Regions from separate parts of the Zea mays genome. Here region 1 is linked to region 2. Evidence: chromatin contacts called from public Hi-C data. All regions are on one chromosome and are shown on one strand. The core of a region is the stretch at or near the end of the contact, and the rest is flanking DNA. Distances in the headings are between cores, read along the strand shown.

Evidence for each region. Hi-C and Micro-C count contacts between places; a contact is called where the count stands out from the background.
Region 1: a contact with region 2 is called in a Hi-C map of tassel, with 3 times the contacts expected there. The contact joins the promoter of LOC103643812 here to the promoter of LOC103643809 in region 2. A contact is called at or near these places in 7 of 25 Hi-C or Micro-C datasets (bundle sheath, ear, endosperm and 3 more).

The regions. Positions count from the first base shown.
Region 1 is chr1:266,949,849-266,956,964 of Zm-B73-REFERENCE-NAM-5.0, forward strand. LOC103643812 reads left to right here and starts at 4,611. Exons shown (of 4, transcript XM_008666972.4): 1 at 4,611-5,336; 2 at 6,225-6,377; 3 at 6,493-7,116. The coding sequence starts at 4,950.
Region 2 is chr1:266,560,999-266,568,541 of Zm-B73-REFERENCE-NAM-5.0, forward strand. It overlaps LOC103643809 (elongation factor-like GTPase 1), which reads right to left and starts at 4,192. Exons shown (of 1, transcript NM_001374610.1): 1 at 836-4,192. The coding sequence starts at 4,137. The coding sequence ends at 1,003.

The DNA of each region.
Region 1 (7,116 bases), core at 3,361-5,860, 390 kb after region 2:
CCGAACGAGGCCTTATGTGGTGATCCCGTGGATTTTTTAGAATAGCTAATAATATGTGAGAAAATGCATATTCCCTTCCCTAGTTTTCTTCACTTGCACATACTACTTTACAAGACAGCATACCACCTCTATTTAAAGAAAGAACATAGTAGAATGTTTGATATATTTGACTAGCTATTGGCTCGAACTAGAGCTAAACATTAGCTTAAATTAGTTGTGGTTGAATAGCAAGTTGGCTAACAAGTAGTCAAATACTAACTAAAAATCTACCTATTGGCCCTTATATTTGCATCCACTAGAATTAATTTTGTGTACTTTTTAAGTGCCAATCAATTAACTATTGTATTGAAATCTAGATATAGCATGTATAGATATAGTGCCTTCGTTTGGCCCCACACGACTCTGACTCCTCAAGAAGCCACGAGCCACAGGATCGATCGAACATATTGTTATCATCAAATAGGGCATATACGCCAAACATGTCAATAGCATTTCATTCTTATATGACTAATGCAGAGCCTAGTCAGCCTTCGTTTGTCCCCACCGCACTCCGAAACCAAACACTACATTGTAGAATCTATAGTGGATAGTTGTTCAACCAAACATATTTTACCTTTTCTACAACCTTCGGCTCGCAACAACTTTCTTATAGGTCACATTTAAAATCAGATTTCTAGAAATCTATAATCAGGTCTATTGTATAAATTCATCTTGTAGTCTATTGTATAAATTCAGGTCAACCTTAAGCTATAGATGTTATGAACCGGTGCAAATGTGCATCTCGATCGAGTTGTTGTATCTCTGGTCTATGTGGCCATTGAAAATTGTAGGTGTATTTGTTGTGGCCCTTCGTCTCCAGCGGAGCCTGGACAGCACGTACCAATAGGTAGCATCGATGCTAAGCGACTAGGGATGATAATGAGTCGGATTTGGGTCGAGTGGAGCAAAAACATACTCGCGATCACACCCGTGAAATCTACCTAAACCCACCCGCGATCACACCCGTGGGTGCGATTCTAAACCCGCACCCAAACCCATCGGGTTTCGGGTCACCCGCGTTTTTACTCATTGTACACTTTTAAGCAATAATTGAGCTATAAGCAATTAAATACCACCAGCAATTGAGTTATATCTATGGATTTTAAGTCTTCTCACGTTGAGCAGCAACAAAAATGCTTCCTGAATCATTGGCCAAGTCACTTATTTGAAAAATAATTACTATTGTATTTTAATCATTATTGCACAAAATAACGAATAAACCAAATTTTGGGTCGGGTGCGCGGGTTGAAATAGAAAACCCGCACACACACATTCACGAAACTTCGAGTCGGCTGCGGGTTGCATCTGGGGAGTCAAAATATTCACCCGTACCCATACCCGTCGGGGTTTCAGGTTTGATAGTTAAAATGCCATCCCGACAAGCGACTCCCCCTCTGTCTTCTTGGAAGAACGTCTCGACAGTATCGTGCACCTGAGCTGTATGTACTAAGGTTCTAAGCTCTTTTTTATGTTGAGAAATGAGCTTGTAAACAAAGGCATCTCCTCCAGGCGGAACCAGTTTGCCTTGCCACAATCTGGAACGGTCGTTTTGGCTCTTGTGTTTGTGTGGGTCGGTCGGCGGACCTGTGCCTAGCAAACCTTCCGTTGTGTCCTCTCCTCCCCTCGATCCATGTGACAAATTGACGGATCCTGCGAATATTAGTATCATATACTGCTCGCTGCCGGCCGGAGGGATCTCCTTGCTGCCGAAGCCGGGACAGACAAATGGAACGTCTCCGTTGCGCTTGGACGATGGAATCGGAGCCGCGCTTTTATAAAAACAAAAACAAAAAAAAAATCAAGAAGGGGGCATCTGTTCCTGTTCCAAAGGAACAACCACCGCACAGGCTGTCCTCTTCGGCCGCAGCGCAGCTGGAGACGGACGAACAGGTGGAATTCGACTGTGGTTTGCAAGCTGGTAGAAGATGCTGCTGACGCATCGATCGGCCATTGATTCCTGCGTAAAAATATTCATGTGCTGCAGCTGCACCCCGGAGATTGCTTGATGCTTGCTGGGTTAACTGACAAAGGAATTCGTCTGTTTAGCTAGCAGACCCGAGGGAGGGGTTTATCCGCGGCAGTTTAGTTTTTTTTTTTCATAAAAAATAACTGTCTCGGCGCTGGGTCCTGCTGCCGTCCTGCGGCGTGACGAGAAATGTCAACGGAACATAGCGCGGGCCGGCAGACAGCATCTCGGCCACAGGCGCGCGCAACCGCAACCACAGCGAACGAGAAACACGCACGGCAGCGGGTCGTTTCCCTTTTGCCGCGGGTCCCATCCCATCCTCGTTCCCGTCAAACGACGCGGCAAAAACAACGCGGCGCACACGGCCACGGGCGTCCACCACACGCATACAGCATACTTCTCAGCTCTTAGGCTGTGCGCAACGTAGGGATGAAAACGGGACGGGTACCCGGAACGGGTATCGGATACGGATACCAAAACGGGACGTAATTTCGGATACGGATACGGGTATTTTGTTTGTCGGGACGGATACGGGTATTACCCGGATATTGAACCTCGGATACGGGTAGGATACGGAATCACTAATACCCGGTCAGTACCCGAAAATCCCGGGTCGGATACGGATACCCGGAATTCGGGTACCCGTTTTTTCTTTTTCTGCATAATATAGTTATAAAATCATAACTTTTACATATGAAATCGGATGAAGATAAAGTTTATATGAAAATTGTAGAGCTTGAAGAGATCTATGACTTTGTAATACATCATGTTTTTGTTTAAACAATATTTTAATGATTTAATTGTATTTTGATGATTTTCTATGACAAGAAATTAATAATACATAAATAGCCTCAAAAAATTGTGAAATTTTACGGAGATACAACGTATGTCCATATGTAACCATAAAAAATGTTTGGATCATAAGATCTATAAGATGCCCACATTTCTTTCCTTTCACTTTCACTTATTTGTATGAGTTACATGTGAAATTAGTGTAAGTATCCAAGTTTCAATATAATCAGTACTTCACTTTATCATTTTCATACGAGGACTTGAGTTATCTTCATATAAAATGTTTATTAGTTTTTGTAACTTATTTGCAAATTTTTAGAACTAGAATATTTTATGAATTTTAAATATTGCGGTGTTGGTTCTACAATGTTCTTGTAATAAGCAACTTTGAACTGCATGATGTCAATTTTACCGGTTTCCTTTCTTACATCTGATGTATCATATACATGATTATGTATTGCTTAACTTATGGATGGTTGGACAATTAATATCATCGGATGAACTACCCGACAATTATCCGGTACCTACCCGAGTAGTATCCGTTATCCGTTTCTTACCCGTCCGGATTATTACCCGGTCCCGTCCTGTATCCGTCCCGAATCTTAACTACCCGTATCCGGTCCCGTATCCGAGAGAAATACATTAGGGTAGGATACGGGATGACCCTATATCCGGATGTATCCGTCCCGTTTTCATCCCTAGCGCAACGCATCCCCCTCCCCTTCCCCCTCCCCTTGCATGGGGGCTGTAGGGGGCACTCCACGGCCGCAGCGGTGCCACCTACAACGCCCCCTACATGCTGGCCCCCTTCTCTCTCCCCCTAAATCTAGCGTGTCACTGTTCATCACCCTAAACACTGTGCTGTGGGTCCACGAGTAATTGTTAGTAGATAAAAAATTGATAGTTGGTATAGAAAATGATATTTTATAGTGGTAGTGGGGTATAGGGGGAGTATTTAGGGGGAACCGCTGCGGGAGATGAAAAAATAGGGAGGAAAATAGGGGGAAAAAGTGATATAGGGGAAAAAATTTAGGGGTAACGGTTGCGGATAGCCTTACGGACACGGGCAGGCAACTTGCAATATAACTACAGTACCACACTAGAGCATCTCCGAGAATTACAAAAAACTCCCCCGATCCTTTTTCTTATGTTTGGCCGAATTTATAAAATAAAAATATAGACATTCGTGCCACCAAATAAGCATGCTAACAGTACAAATTTATTAAACAAAAGGTTCATAATGATGTGAAAAACAAGTATAAGGTATTGGTTTTATGAGCTGAGCTCTATATCCGAAAGATTTAAGATACAGTTGAAGATGCTCCTAAAATGATACCTTGACTTAAGCGCAAGCGCAAACTTAGTGAGTAGTAATCGTGGGGCGACAAATGGGAAAAATAAAACCACACGAGACGAAACTACAGCGTACTAGAAAAAGTCTGCTATGGGTCCCACGTGGTGGAATCTAACGTCAAGGTCAAAGAGAATAAAAATAGGATTAACTATTTACATGTTATTTAACTTTTATAAAATTAGACACCTAGTTATTTTGATGCCATAGAGTGATATAAAAATGAGTTTGTTTTATTTTTTTAAATTTCTAGGGCTAGTTTGGGAACTCTATTTTTCTAAAGATTTCTTATTTTCTTAGAAAAAACAAACTATTTTTCTTTGAAAATTGAAATCTCTTAAAAAATAAAGTTTCTAAGCTACCCAACTGCCAAAAAAATAACGGGGGGGGGGGGGGGGGGGGGGGGGGCGGGGGGCGAAAAACAAAACAAAAACCCAAACGGAGACGACGAAGAAGTGGCCTGCAACACAATCCCCCGACCTAACGTTCACCTTCCTATTTATTTCGGAGCTCCGCTTCTCTCTCCTCCCGTGCATCCGCCGCGGGCCTCCTCCAGTCCTCTTCCTCACCCCGACGACTCCGCCTCAAATCCAATCCCACTCCCACCTAGCGGTCCGGCTGGCCTCGCCTCCTCCTCCTCGCTTCTCTCAGCCTCAGGACGACGCCTGCCTAGGCTTCCACCGCTGATCTGACCCCGAAACCTCGTTCCCTTGTCCGCTTCCTGCCGTCTCAGTCGTCGATACTTGTCCCCCAAAACCCCGGGCTCCGGCCGATCTCTGCGCGTTGACCGGGGCGCCGCTGATGGTGGCGAGGATGATGCGGTGGCCGCGGCCGCCGGCGGCGCGCAAGTTCCGCGTGCGGCTGTTGGTGCGGCGTGCGGAGGGGCTCCCGCCTCCTTCACCTTCGCCTTCGCCGTCGCCCTCGCCCGCGACAGCGGCCTCGCCGGAGCGCGAGCCGCCGGGCGCCGCGCAGCCCAGGGCCGCCGTCGCCGCGGAGGTGAGGTGGAAGGGGCCCAGGGCCTCCGCGCTCGGCTCGCTGCGGCGTGCCGCGGTCAGGCGCAACCGCACACGGGAGGACGCCGGCGCGGCGTGGGAGGAGGAGTTCGAGAGCGTCGTCACCCTCGCGGCCGCGTCGCAGCGGGAGGGCGCCGCGTTCCACCCATGGGAGCTCGCCTTCTGCGTCTTCAGCGTGAGCGCCTCTTCCTTTGATTCTCTTCTACTATCTGTGTTGTTCATAATCCTCATAACAATGCACCGAACTATATATACTGTACATCACTAGATGTTTTCGATCGATGTCCCCTGTTGGTTAGTTGCATCATTTCTCACTTGTTTGACTCTGTCCAGTGTAAAATTTTGTGTTCAGAATATGGTTTTTTTACCTGTTCCCATTCATGGTGTGTTTGAAAAAGGAAAGTTCTCTGTAGTTTTTGGATTCTAGCTGGATTTGGACCTAAATTCCTAACGATTTGAGTTCCTATTCCGTGGTCTAAACAGGCACTACATTTCTAAGTAAGCAATTCTGATCAGGGTATCCTGTTTACCCATTATCATTCTACTTTCCAGTTTTTCTTCTTCTTTGTCCCTTTTGCGGTTGATACTGATGCGTGTGTAGTCCTACTTATCTATTCTGTTAAGTAATGTTTTCTAATTGCTTGAACTTTCCTGTGTCTGTGTAACGATTCAGGTACTATTTGTTTTAAATCTCTTGTAAACTGGTAGGAGAAATAATCCGCTCACGTTTCATTTCAATTGAAATCGAAAAAAACACGAGTTGATTCTGATGTCATATGGTCCACGATCAATCATAGGAACTAAATCTCTGTATCCATCTTCCTCTTAGTATGGACTAAGTTTACCTTCATGACAATAACATATTACCTTGTGATGATGAGCATTGAATAACGAAGTACTATATGAACAAGATAATTTCCTTGTCAAATCAATCAGAACATTTTGTTTTTTTATTTTAGCTTTGGAGGTGTCATCCCTTGGCAACTTTGTGTATATTTCTTTTGAGCTGATTTCATCTTTTCAAGCAAGTCTCATCTTCCTTCTCCATATTTCTTCGGCACAGGATATTAACAAAGGCCCAAAGAACAAACCATCAATTCTGGGAACTGCTTCTCTCAATCTAGCAGATTATGCATTGACGGCTGGAGAGACAATTGAGATAATTCTTCCGTTGTCTATACCTGGTGGTGCACCTGAACGAGCCTCATCCCTTCATGTGAGTATACGATGTGAACTAGAAGTTCTGGTTAACAGTTGTCCTTCAATTTTTTTAGAAAAAAACTTTTACTTAAATCACTATACCATGTGACCTTTTATCTTTTTTTTTGCAGCTCACTCTGAGTATGGTTGAATTAAGAGCTTTTCAAGAAACATCTGATGCATCACAGCGATCTGCTGCAACCTTGCCATTGTCCCCATCATCTGGCGATTCTTTTCCTGGAGGAAAAGATGAGGTTTCGGTTATTAAAGCAGGGTTGAGGAAGGTAAAAATTCTCACAGATCTGGTGTCGACACGAAGGCCTAAGAAGACTTGCCAGGCAGGTGGCGAAGATAAGTTTTGTGTTAACAGTGATGGTGCTGAATATCCATGTGATACTGAGTCTCTTGATGACGATCTAGATGACAGAGTAGAGGAAGATGAATTTGGAGATTCAACTATCAGGAAGTCTTTCAGTTATGGGTCTCTGCAATCTGTCAACTATGTTGGTGGCCTAGTTTATGCCCATGCAAAGATTGATGGGGAGCATGAGGACTGGATATATTATAGTAACCGAAAAACTGATGTCGGTTTCCAAGTAGAGAAAGTATTGCCATCAACCACAGAGAATGGGTTGCTAACTGCTAAGCGCAGTATACTTCCTTGGAGAAAGAGGAAACTGAGTTTACGGTCGCTGAAGGCTAAAGGTGAACCTCTGTTGAAAAAGGCATATGGGGAAGAGGGAGGTGATGATATT
Region 2 (7,543 bases), core at 2,942-5,441:
TCGTCGCTGATACTAGTTTGGTTCTATGAACTATCACGTCATATATGCTAGCTTCTGTCCCCATCGGCATCATCATAAACTCGTGCGGCCCCCCGGTGGTGCACGGGAACGGGCTCTTGTGTGTGTTTCAAGGAGGCGGTGATTATCGCTAAGGCATTGAGAGGATTGAAAGGTCTAAAATACTCTTGCTATATCAAAATTGAATAGCCATCCCTGACTCTTAAACAAGCCCGGACTAATGTGCATCCACGCGCCGAAAGACACTGGAGCCACATCCGTAAAAATGTTGGCTCCGATCCTATGAAAGATGCCGTAGCCATCATGCAAACCAATAACCATTAACAAAATGAAAATCACCCTAACAAGAAAAGACAAGCTCAAAATAAAAGCTATTCAATAGTAGAAGGTATTCTATGCCATTCAATAGTATCACTCTATACACGCCATGTAGGGAGTTAGTTTTTTGTGCTCCAACAGTCCCTTCCACAAAGGGTAGGTTTACAAAAATGTTTATCCGAGTGTTCTGTCGCCCTGTTAGAGCAACAAGACAGCTTGCTACAAAGAACATAGCTTCTCACTCTCAGTACACATAGCTTCCTACAAAGAACATAGCTTCTCACTCACTCAGTACACATGCAAACCAATAATAGACGAAGTTTGCTCTTGCTCCCAGGACAAAATGGGCGCTCTATGCTATTTCATTGGTATTGCAAGATACGAAGGTCCAGAAAATACCTATCATGAAGGGCTTTTTTTTTTTGGTAAATCGTCCCCGTTTTCCTCACAACAAACTGTGATCTTTCTAATATTGTAGACCAAGGCACCACCAATGCCGCCCGTACATATCCCATCTCAACTCTCTCAAACAACAATGTCGTACTGAATGAAAGCTATTTCACTGCATATAAATTTTGAGTATGTTTCAGTATACCAAGACAGAACCTTGGACAAAAAGAGATGTGGTTTTCCTACCGCATCTGTATGGAGGCCATTGGCCAACAACTACACTTTTTTAGCGAGAGTCCGCTGTTTTGTGCCATGCTCCACAACTTTCTCTTCGACATGCAGTCCTTTCCTTCGTCTGACAGAATTCATAAGCTTTTTAGCCAAGTTTGGCCCAATGCTTGAACCATCCCCGAATTCTTCGAGCTCATCCTGCGTCTTTGGGACAAAGAAGGGGTCCTCAGGAATAGCTTCCCAGTGGCTAAGAACGAGGAGAGCACTAACTGCACCTGCAGTTAAACTCCTAAGTTGATTCGAAAATCCAACGCTCTCCGCAACTGGCAGGTAAGCGTGCACTGTAAATAACGAGGTTCCTTCTTGCATCTCTTCTTTCAGAATCCTTGCCCGCCTCTTACCAAGAACTGCATAAGTTGCACCTAACTGCTCGGTTGGCGTGGTCAACTCACAGAAATACATAGCCTCAACAAGCCTTGGCTTGTTCTGAAGAACAGCTGCTCTGCATGCTTCTTTAACCGCAGTGATTACTTGACCGCTGAAGACATTGTATTGATCAGATTGGTTGGCAGCATCAGAGCCATCAGCAAATATGTAAGGCTCAACAATAAACGCAAGACCCCACATAGGTTCATCACATAAAGGCCCAGCATTAGTGGCAATCTGGAATCCTGAGACAATGCTGTTCCTTAGTGTTGTAGACTCTATATGCAATGATTCAGGAGCATCCGTTGCATATTCACCATTGTCAAGATTGTTGTTATTTTTGGTATCGCAATCCCTCACAAACCCCAATTTCTCAGAGACATGAGCTGGACCACTCACAAGTACACCTTGCCTTCCATCCTGGACAGTTACTGCACCACCACTTGATTTTGATTCAGCCAAAAGAAGGATATTTGGACCAACCTGCCAAGGACCTAGTGACCAGATTCTTTCAAGGTGTCCAAGCCATGTCTTTCTATACCTGTCGAGTTTTTCTTTATCAACTTGCTTAGATATTGCTTCTAATTCACTGTCTATGGCATCGATCATCCGCTGTCTTAGAGTTGCAGCGGAATCACCATCTTCCTGAGAAAGGCGAGGATCCAAAACACCATCCCTTTTTGCTGTTTTCCCATCAATTATTTGACCAAGCAACTGTTCACTTTCCTCAAGGACCTTAGTCAGGGCAATGGGAAGCCTCAAGACCTGGACTCGCACAGTACACCTACCATTTGGAGTAGTCCTCTCAACAAACTCCTGTGGGTTCTTCAAGCTCTCCACTAAACTGACACCCATCCCTTCGATTGTCTCCTTAAAAGAAACTAGGGGGTCTGAGACCACCAATTTGACCTTTGAAAATCTCTCCTCCAAATCCTTTATGCACCGCTCCAAATGTATCTCACCAGCAGCAGCAAGGACATGCTCGCCCCTCTGCGAAACTGTATACTCAACAAATGGGTCTGCCCGGTTAAGAAGCCTAAGCCCTTTAACAAGAGCTCCTAAATCAGCTGGATTTGAGGGCTCAATTGCAACCTTAAGCATCGGAGACGCCTGGAACATCATGCTCGAGAAGGGCCAGCAATTCTTGGTGGACGACAATGTGGCGCTCTTCAATATATGCTGCCCAAGACCCTGGATTGCAACCACATTCCCTGCACCCACGCTGGCAACTGGCTTCAGGCCTTGTCCTAGCATCTCATACAAGTATTGCAGCTCCACCTCCTGCACATGCTTCTGAACCGTATCCCCTTTTACTGGATCATACAATGGTGATAGCACAAATACCTTCTGCCCTGCATGAAGGACGCCACTGAAGACCCTCGCAAATGCCATAAAGCACTCCTCTGACTCACTGGTACTTTGGTGGTTCAATAGTTCCCCATACACTCCCTTCAATGGCAACATCTTAGATGGCACAGCAAACATCTTTGACACATAAACTACCACTGGCGCATCAGCACTCACATCACAGGCCTCAACACACCTCCGCACCCTCTCTGCCTCCGAAACAACCTCAGGGCATCCAGCAGCATCTTCTGGAGTAACCTCCCTCTTTGGCATAAGCCTTGCAACCCTGACCCCTTGAGCAGCAACAGGATCAGGCGTGCACTCCACCACCATATCCATCACAGCATCTGCCAGCGGCAGCCACCGGCTCATGACGGACTGCAGCACAGCCTTTGTATCTCTGTTCTTCAGCTCTCGTTCGGGAATTTTCAAGTCAAAGTTTACAATCAATTTCTTCACCCCCTTACTCTCACCACCATCCTTCAGCACCAGCTCGTACATCTTCCACAGGGCACTTAGCACAAACTCCACGAACATTGGCTGTGGGTCTGAGCTCTTGATGGCTTTCTTCCCTACAACCTTCCCCGTCTTCTTATCTAGATATCTGGGGCCCCACAATCCTTTCAGGAAGGCAGAGGGGTTGACCCCGATCTTTCTGGCGTAGAGGTTGGCGAACTGTTGGGGGCGAAAGCCCCAGCCGTCAAGTGCACAGGCGAAGACGACATTGCCCTTGAGGGGCTGGAAGGCGTCCTCGTTGTCATCGTCGTCTTCAAAGTCCTCCGGTAGGTCCTCAGCTGAGGACGAAGAGCTTGTGGAGGGGTTGTCCTCCAGTGCGGAGAGGAGGGAGAAGTAGGAGTGGGAGCGGAGCGCGGAATAGATAGAGTTGACGTCGGAGACGATGCGGTGGAGGCGGACGTAGGCCTCGGCGGGGGTGAGGCTGAGCTCGGTGATAAGGCGGTCGATTTTGTTGAGCACGAGGCAGGGCCGGAGGCGCTCGATGAAGGCCTGGCGCAGCGCGGCGTGCGTCTGGATGTGCACCCCCTCGACGGCGTCGACGAGAATGAGCGCCGAGTCCGAAAGGCGCGCAGCGGAGGAGACCTCGGAACAGAAGTCGATGTGGCCCGGGGAGTCGATGAGGCTGATGCGGTGGCCGGCCCGGGAGCGGAGCGCGATGGCGGCGGACTTCATGGTGATAGCCCGCCGCTGCTCCTCGTCGAGGTAGTCCATGAAGCGGAGCCGTCCGGCGAGCTTCGGGTGGAGGAGCCCGTCCCCGCAAGACGCCACCAGGTGGTCGGCCAGCGTGGTCTTGCCGTGGTCCACGTGCGCGAGGATGCACGTGTTGCGGACGTGGCGCGGGTCACCCGCCGCGGTCGCCGCCGACTCGTCGGCCCTCTCCACCGCCGCCATTGCCGTGGTGGCTAGGGTTTGGGCTTGGGGAGCTTTGGAGCGGTCTGAAGCAGGCAGAAAAAGGCTTGTTTGGGCCTTGGAGCGGGTCCAGGATGACAGTGTTTATAGGGCCGACTTTGCTTCGTACCGGACAAGTAAGCTACGCGAACCGTTGGATCTGAGGCTAAGTTATACTCATGCCGTCCGATCGTCAATTGTCGGACAAAAAATAAACAGCGGCACACAATTGGCAATCCGGGAACGAAAACTCTCGTGTCGTCACCGCCACCGTCACCCCTCCCCTTGCCTCTCCTCCTAAGCAAAAAACTGGACAGCTGCGAATATTCTTAGGCTTAGCAGGTCGTGTATATTAATTGTATAAAAATATTGTTTTATACCATAAACTATATTGTTTATAAAGTGAGATAGATAGTCTTAAGTTAACCAACGGGGAAGACTTTTGTGTTGCTCTGCCCAATTTCAGTTCATTTTAAAGTGATTTTTCTTTTTGCAAACAATTGAAATTTTGCAATCCAATGTGTTTTGTCGTACCGTAGAAACTATTTCCTTTTGAGTAGAGATGCTAACGGGTACTTGAAACCCAAATACTTGATATAAAGGAGAGTATAGAATGATTTTAACCCATGAGTATATTAATGGGCAAGAATCTCTACTCGTTGGGTAGACGTGTGCAGTGTACAACCTATACTCGTGTGTCCATGTGTAAAATATATCTGCATTATACCTGTTGGGGGTCTTCGTCCTCCAAAGGTCCTCAAAAACGTGATTTAACAATATCTTCCAAGTGTGACATATAAACAGGTACCTTCAGACTCGGGTTAAAAGCATGTACGATGTGGAAAGCATGATCGTGACGAAAGTTGGAGTCGCTCCGAAGCTACGCGCAAGGAAGCTTCGGCTAAATAGCGGAAAGAAGGAACCGACTTAAAAGGGAAAAGACCATCTAGTCCTCATAGTTTCATCTATAAATCGATAGTAAATATAAAGGGCATGAATGTAATTTCTCACAGGCTGCGTCCTGTGCATATAAATAGATGAACAATTCCCCTGTACTGTTCACACTGACTTGTACTCGCTCGTGCGTCACGCTTGGACTTTTGCTTTCTGTCAAGTCGAAGGTATAAATGTAATTCAATATTGTTTCTGTTTATCCATGATAATGAGGAATATATTAACAATGTCATATAATTATTCATGTTGTCTTTTATATTGCATATACTTCTTCTTTCATTAATATGCGCTATGATGATGAAGGTATGTCCTTCATCACCTTCGTCTGAAGATCATTATATCCTATGAGAAATAATGCTTCGAAAGACGAAGGGTATTAACTCTTAACATTTTGTGTTGTCTTGTTCTTAATTCATAGTACTTGAGAACAAGTCCCCAACATTGGCGCCCACCTCCGGTGAACTCTTTCGACCACCTTCGGCAAGCACTGACCTTCGTCATGCCGCCGAAGAAAGTTTCAGCGCCAGGAACTGCTGCACTGCAGCCGCTGGACCCAAACCAGGAAACTCTTTCTCTCCGAGAGACTCGAAGCCAAAAGAGGAAAGCCACCAGTCCAACACTCCAGGAGGAGGAGTTGGACCAAGAGATCAGGGACATAGAAATAATCCATCAGCAAGTACAAAGGAAGAAGGAGAAGATGGCGTGGCTGGCTGATCTTCAAAGGAAGATCGACGAAGCTACTGAAGAAGTGTGTCATCTTGTTCAAGATGAACAAGATCGAAGGCCCCAACACAGGGAGCTTCGTCAAGAAGGCTTGTTCAACGAAGATGGATGATATGATGATTTTAATCATGATACCTTTACTTTTGATGATGCTTCTCCCTTGGCAGCAGAACTGCAGGCTACCTCATGGCCCCCGTCATACAAGCCACCTCAGCTTCCCATGTATGATGGGCACTTAGATCCAAAGCAGTTTCTGATGAGCTACGAAGCAACTATATCTTCGTATGGGGGAAATACTGCAGTTATGGCGAAGTCCTTCGTCATGACAGTCTGGAATGTAGCTCAAACATGGTATTCTTCTCTTCGGCCAGGGACCATCACATCGTGGCAGAAGCTTAAGGACATGTTGGTGACCAGTTTCCAAGGTTTTCAGACAAAACCAGTCACAGCTCAGGCCTTGTTCCAATGCACGTAAGATCATGAGGAATACCTCCAAACGTATGTCCGAAGGTTCTTGCGATTGAGGGCACAAGCGCCCACGGTGCCCAATGAAATTGTCATTGAGGCCATGATTAAGGGCCTTTGACCAGGACCTATGGCTCAGTACTTCGCTAGGAAGCCCCCACAAACTCTGGAGAAGCTGCTTGAGAAAATGGATGAGTACATCCGGGCTGACAACGACTTCCGCCAAAGAAGGGAGGAAGCTTACAGATTCTCGGAAATGACCAGGGGCTTCGGAGGAAGAATCCACCCGAGACATGTCAGGTCAATCCATAATTCCACTCAGAGTGATGACAAAGGGAGTCAGCCTCAGAGGTCGCAATACCCCTCACAATCTTCGGGGCAACAGCAAAGCTCTTTCAGGCCACCAGTTCTAAGGGGCAGAGGCGCCAGGGGCTTTGGAGGAAGATTTGGGGATCATCCTAGAAAGATCTATTGCTTATTCTGTGGTGAAGATAAGGGCCATACTACAAGAATGTGCCAAATCACCATTCAGAAGCAAAAGGAGATAGCAGAAGCCCAAGCTCGGTAGAATCAGCCGAAGCAGGTATTGCACATTGCTTCGTGCCATTCTCCCTACATACCAGAGTATGTGGGCAATCATCCTGCAGCTTTTGGTGCTTCGGCTAGCCATTCACAGGCTTCTTGGCCACAACTACCACCCCCACCACCACTACAATCGACCTATTCTCGAAGCCAGCAGCCAGAAGGGCACCAGTACTCTCAACAGCAACGGGAATTCAGGGAGGAATCCGAAGCTCACACAGTCAATAGTACTGTGCCGGAATCAAAGAACATTTATTGAGAAATATCCTACCTTTGAAAATTTTCTTATATTATATGTCAGTTTTTGTTTTTCAATAAAGAACAAGTAATGTAGATCTAGTTTTAATTCCTTGTAATAGTGAAATATATCTTCTTCACAGATTTACGAAGCTCGAAAATTACCGAAGCTACAAAAAAGTCGTTCCTAAGGGAGCGGTGTAAGTTTTGACGAAGCTAGAAAAAAGTCGTTCCTAAGGGAGCGCAGTGTAAGTTTTCTGCTCAAAAGTTGTTCCAAAGGGAATGCAGAGCCAAATACCGTCGAAATATAAGGCGAAGAAGTTCAAAAGACGTTCCTAAGAGAATGCAGAACTTACACCAAAAAGTCAACGGTGATACCGCCGAAATAGAAGGCGAAGAAGTTCAAAAGACGTTCCTAAGGGGATGCAGAACTTACACCGAAAAATAA